Regions from separate parts of the Mus musculus genome. Here region 2 is linked to region 1. The links are chromatin contacts, called in public promoter capture Hi-C maps. All regions are on one chromosome and are shown on one strand. Each heading gives the region's core, a stretch centred on a gene start, on an enhancer-like site or on the middle of the called end of the contact. The rest is flanking DNA. Distances are from core to core; before and after follow the strand shown. Region 1 holds the start of 4933436E23Rik (RIKEN cDNA 4933436E23 gene). Region 2 holds the start of Zbtb41 (zinc finger and BTB domain containing 41).

Region 1 (2,699 bases), core at 94-2,593:
TTTAAAACGTTTTTATGATTCTTTTCACATCATAAACCTTAGTCCTGCAATGTAGGGATGATCTTTCTGTGTACTGTGTAAAGGTTGTATTATTCAAATGCTGGTTTTTATACCAGGGAGAGAGTTGAGGACAGGACAGACTTGGACTTCGGTATTATTTTTATGAAGCATCACCCGTCTCCATCATCTTCTGATTGGTCAATAAAGAGCTGGCCAGCCAATTTACTGGGCAGAAGAGAATAGGGTGGGACTTCTGATGTGTGTGTGTGTGTGTGTGTGTGTGTGTGTGTGTCCCAGGTAGAGAGAGGAGAAGGGCAATGAGAAAGGAGAAAAAGTGGCCACGAGAAAAGGTCGAGGAGGAGCCATGATGAGCAGGTCGCCAAAGGATTTGTCATGAGATCGACGTGAGAGAGCAGCTGTGAGGGTTCATATGAACAGAGCAAGCCAGGAAGAGACTCAAACTGCAAGTAACATGGGGCCTGTGACAGGGAGGTAAATGGCTTAAAGGGTTAGAATAGCTCAGAGCCTGCCCAGCTTAGGTTTGCAGCTTGTTAGTAAAAATACCAGGTCTATGTCTATTATTCAGAAACTAAAATGGGCATTAAAAAATGCATTATACTGCTCAAACTCCCCATCTCCTTATATCTGCCCTCCACAACTGTAGTCTTAACCCCAAAATAAACACACACACACACACACACACACACACAGAGAGAGAGAGAGAGAGAGAGAGAGAGAGGGAGAGAGAGAGAGAGAGAGAGAGAGCAAAACAAAGGATAGAAAATACCTTATCATGGAAGCTGTAGTGGGTCATAGTGTGTCCTACAGTGTATCTCTCTGTCCACATGTCTTCACTTGCAAATGCTCATTGCAATGAGTCATTGGCATTGTTCGAGGTCTCAGGCTTCTGTCAAACCATCAATACTGGATCCTCACTTGGACTCCTTCCAGTTATCCTCTTGCTGCCCTGTGTCATGGAGATCCTGCAGCTTTGGATCTGCAAGACAGCACCCCCCCCCCGCCCCCGCACACTCCTCAACCATTTACAGATGATGTAGATTTCAGAGTGGGTCAGCACAAAGCCCTGGATTTGGGCCAGGGTGGTAGCTGAGGCGGCCAGCCTCTGGCTTTCCCTGATCAGCACCGCCAAGGTGAGCTCTGCAGCACTACTCTGGCCACTCAATGCCTCCATCAGCAGGAGGCAGTGTCAGCCTCTCTTGCTCTCATGCTTGCCCACACCTCCAGAGCTAGCTCCACTATGATGTCCACTTGAGTCATAGGGCCCATTCTGCAACGTGATCTTTCTGGGCCAGCTCTTTTCCTCACACCCTCAGGGGTAGCTCACACAGGATTGGATGGGGCCAACGCCACTGTGTAGCACAGGCGCGGTGCAGTGCCTGCTCTCCTGAGTGCCAGTGAGTGTAGCTAGGCTACGAGCACTGCCTCACTGGCGCCCCCTCCCCCAGGGCTAGGTTTACTGTGCTGCTCAGGTGAGGGTCTGCTCTCCTGAGTGTTTGAGCCAGCGAGGGGCAGGGCCACCATACCCACTCTCATGACCCCAGGGCCAGCTCTATCAACCCCGCAGCAGATGAACTGGGAGGGCTAGTACTCCTGTGGTTTTGCACTCAGGAATGGCTCACCGGTGCCCCAAGGACCTCCTCTGTCAGCACCATGTGGTGTGGTGACAAGCAGCAGGCCTCTAGGTGTCTACAGCCTGCCCATGTGGTGTGGCAGCAGGCAGACCTATGGAAGTCTTCCCACCCCTGCACCACAGGGAGTGGCTGCAGACAGGGCTGTGGAGGGCACTCTTTCCCTGCCTGAGCTGCATGGCATGGCGATTGACAGACCTCTGGATGTCTTCCTGTTCCCCTGATGCCAAGCTTAATAATTTTTACCAAGGGTATTCTCTGATCTCTCTCAGATTATTTTATTTGCTAGAGCAGAATTGATCCATTTAAAATTGTAGTTTTGTGTCAGGACATACATCTGTAGTTTAAAATACCAGAGACTGAAGTAGGACAGATCACAAGAGTCCACGAATTCAAGACTAGGTTAGGCAACAGAGTAAGATCATCTAATATATACATACATACATACATACATACATACATACATATTAGATTATATAATATATATAATATGTGTATGTATACTGATTTCTACAGCACTCGTGGTAGTCAATATTTTAAAGAGATCATTTCTACTTGTCACAAATAATTTAATTTATAAAGCTTGATTCAAAATGATTTCAAGTGACACAGGTATTTTTGCTGTCTGTGGTTGGTTTGAGGTGAGAGTCTCCCTATGTTGTCCAGACTAAGCTTGAACTTCTGATCCTTTGCAGAAGCATCTTGAGTAATGGTGTTTGCAGAGATGCACCACCGTGCCTGGCTTTGCAGAAGTATTATATATTTCTTGCTCTAATATCTACATTTTTCCAGTTGGAATAAAAGATGCAGGGTAAGCAGAATTACATTCTGATTTTCTAATAGCCATTTTCCTAAAGTTTCTCTACTGTCTACAACATTATTTATCTTTATTATTATAATTATAATAATTAATATTAAATTAACTGTTACCATTCTATGCTTTAGGTTTCTATGTCTATAACAATATTTTTATAATAATAATAATTATTATTAAATGAACTGTCATCATTTTGTGTCTCTAGGTCTTTTCTAAGAATCTCGTTGTGTGAA
Region 2 (2,699 bases), core at 126-2,625, 43 kb after region 1:
CAGTGGTGTGGTGTTCTCCTTCATGAAACATCTAGCTTAGACCACAGGCCTTTGTATGAGGGGCTTGCTTTATCCCCCTCCCCAAACAGCATTTGAACAGCTGTCCGAGGTTCAGCTCATTGAGGCCGTTCCTCTTTGCTGCCTGCAATGCCATATTTCGCCCGGAAGTGACCCCATTTCTTTGATTGTCCCATGTAACTTAGAACACTGACACATGACAACAGCTGGAAAGACTTGGTGGTAGGAGCCAGACGATGGATGATAACACTGCACCCCCCCCCACACACACACAAAATTAATATCTATGGGCTTGTCTTTTCAAACATTTTCTACTTTATAATCTATAGCTCTGAGTATTTTATCATTTTCATTAGCTTTCCTTATACTATTCTGGGTGTACATTCTTCTTCTTTTTTAATTAGGTATTTATTTCATTTACATTTCCAATGCCATCCCAAAAGTCCCCCACACGCTCCCTCAACTTCTCCTCCTCCTGGGTATGCACTTGCTCGTATTTGCTAATGAGAGGGTAACCTTTTCAGATTCAGAGTTATGAAGAGAGTGGAGTTACAGGTAAAAGGGAAGGTGTGTGTATTGATTTCTTTTTGGTCACGGCCTTTGTATCAGTTTTTTTCCTTAGGTTTGTACAAACAAACTCTAGAACCTTCATCGCCAGACGGGCAATATCGGGCCACTGGGCATTCTGTCGGAGATGCAACACGTTAGGCAGGGGCTCTGAGGCTCTAAGTCCCGTAGAGGTTTGGTTGTCCTTTTCTCAGCTTCACATCTTACATGCACATCTTCTGTTCATAGCAAGGTAATAAAAACAAACCCCACAATTTTAGGTGTGCTTACATTTTACGCACATGTAAGTCGGAAAGCCATACAACTACTTCCAGCCAGCACTTTGGGTGTTTGCCACTGTGGACTGGAAACTGGCAGGTTTCCGGAGGAGGTCGCTGTTTGGTGACACACTGGAAACACACCAGTTGTCGTGGCGCCAATTCCCCCTAACCCCTCATCACAGCTATCTTCCCCTCCCGCAGCCAAGTTTTTCTGGTTCAGTTAACGAGGGCCCTTAAGTGGCCACGAAAAGCGGGTATAACGGACCTGGGACCTCGGTAGGGCACCCAGGGCAGGAAAGAAAGCTCACGGAGCATGCGCAGGGCTGGAGGCGCGCGCATGCGCTCGGGCGGATGCCGGGGCTCCCCGGCTTCTCGCGGCGGCTGGGCGGCTGCGCGGGCCTGACGTGCCTGCCTGGCGAGCGGCGGCGGCGGCGGGACTCCGCGAGGGGAAGGAGCGCCGCCGAGGTGGCTGAGGTGGGGGGCCGGACCCGGAAGTGGGTGGGCGCGGGCGCGAGCGCGCGGGGATCGGAGCTGGGCGGCCCCGAGCCGGCGCGGGAGCCCGGGCTTCCCGGTAATGGGCCTGTGGGACGCTTGCCCCGGGCAGCCTGGGAGGGAAGGGTCACGGGCGAGCGCGGGTCCCCGCCAACCCCGGCCTGGGAAGACTCGGCTTCCTGCAGTCGTCGCCCGTGCTGACCCCACTCTGCTCCCCTCCTGGGGCCGCCGTGCCTAGTGGATTTCGGAAGGTCTGTCGCTCAGGAGCCATGCCGCGCTCGCCCGGGGAAAGCATGCTAATGGAGACTTGCGTTTCGTGGCCGCGCTGGCCTTATTGTCAAGGTCCCAGCACCCAAATCGGGACTGCGGTCCCGGCCGGCCAGTCTGCCTTGTTTGCGGTCTCGGCGGGATGGTGCTCTCTGGGTTGTGTTCTCTCCACCTTATTCGTGAATCAGGCCTGGAAGGTGTGCTGTGCCTTCACTTCACACTATTCTTTTGTTGGATTGTCTTTCCCAGCCCAGCTCTCCTGGTTCCCTGCCCTAAAAAAAAAGAAAATCTTAGCTGGGAGTGAATGCACTGTCGACTTTGTAATCTAGTTACAATGTAGGAAAGACTAGTTGACAACACCTTTGGGTTATTTAAGATGGCTATGCGGTGGAGCTCTTACCTGATTCTCACTCTTTTTGCAGACCATGAAACGGTGGGGCACGCCCCTTCAGAAGCTGTTGTTCAAGACAATCTAGTTTTGTTTCATCAATCGCCTAAGTCACGTATGAAGTTTCTTGTTCAAAAATTGCCGCATTGCAATGAAGAAAAGGAGAAAGGTTACTTCAAATCTTGACGAGAAGATCCATCTAGGCTATCATAAAGACTCTTCGGAAGAAAATGCTGCTGTGGAGTGTGGCCAAGTGACCTATACTCAGGCTCCAGAAAGACCAACCCCCGAAGCTGCCCAGCGTTGCCAAGAACTGCCTCCCTCTCCAGATCAGAGAAAGCTTTTGAGTTCTTTGCAGTATAATAAGAATTTGCTGAAGTATTTGAACGATGATAGGCAGAAGCAACCGTCTTTCTGCGATTTACTTATCATAGTGGAAGGGAAAGAGTTTAGTGCGCATAAAGTGGTCGTTGCTGTCGGCAGTAGTTATTTTCATGCGTGTCTGAGCAAAAATCCAAGCACTGATGTTGTCACCCTGGATCACGTAACGCATTCGGTTTTTCAGCATTTGCTTGAGTTCCTCTACACATCGGAGTTTTTTGTGTACAAATACGAAATACCTCTTGTGTTAGAGGCTGCAAAATTTTTGGACATCATCGATGCGGTAAAGCTGCTGAATAATGAGAATGTTGCTGCCTTTCAGGCCG

The links. Capture Hi-C pulls out chosen DNA fragments and counts their contacts.
Region 2: a promoter capture Hi-C map of adipose tissue shows a contact between it and region 1. The contact joins the promoter of Zbtb41 here to the promoter of 4933436E23Rik in region 1. A contact is called at or near these places in 1 of 39 promoter capture datasets (embryonic stem cells), 1 of 15 datasets of contacts at CTCF or cohesin (CD8 T cells), 3 of 484 Hi-C or Micro-C datasets (the N1E-115 cell line, embryonic stem cells and pancreatic cancer cells), 1 of 115 datasets of contacts at active chromatin or transcription factors (embryonic stem cells) and 3 of 9 other capture datasets (adipose tissue, liver and pancreatic islet).

What each region holds. Positions count from the first base shown.
Region 1 is chr1:139,378,109-139,380,807 of GRCm38.p6, forward strand. 4933436E23Rik (RIKEN cDNA 4933436E23 gene) reads left to right here and starts at 1,344. Exons shown (of 9, transcript NR_040455.1): 1 at 1,344-1,415; 2 at 2,345-2,460. It also overlaps a transcript of Crb1 not described here.
Region 2 is chr1:139,421,008-139,423,706 of GRCm38.p6, forward strand. It overlaps Zbtb41 (zinc finger and BTB domain containing 41), which reads left to right and starts at 1,376. Exons shown (of 11, transcript NM_172643.5): 1 at 1,376-1,416; 2 at 2,027-2,699. The coding sequence starts at 2,144.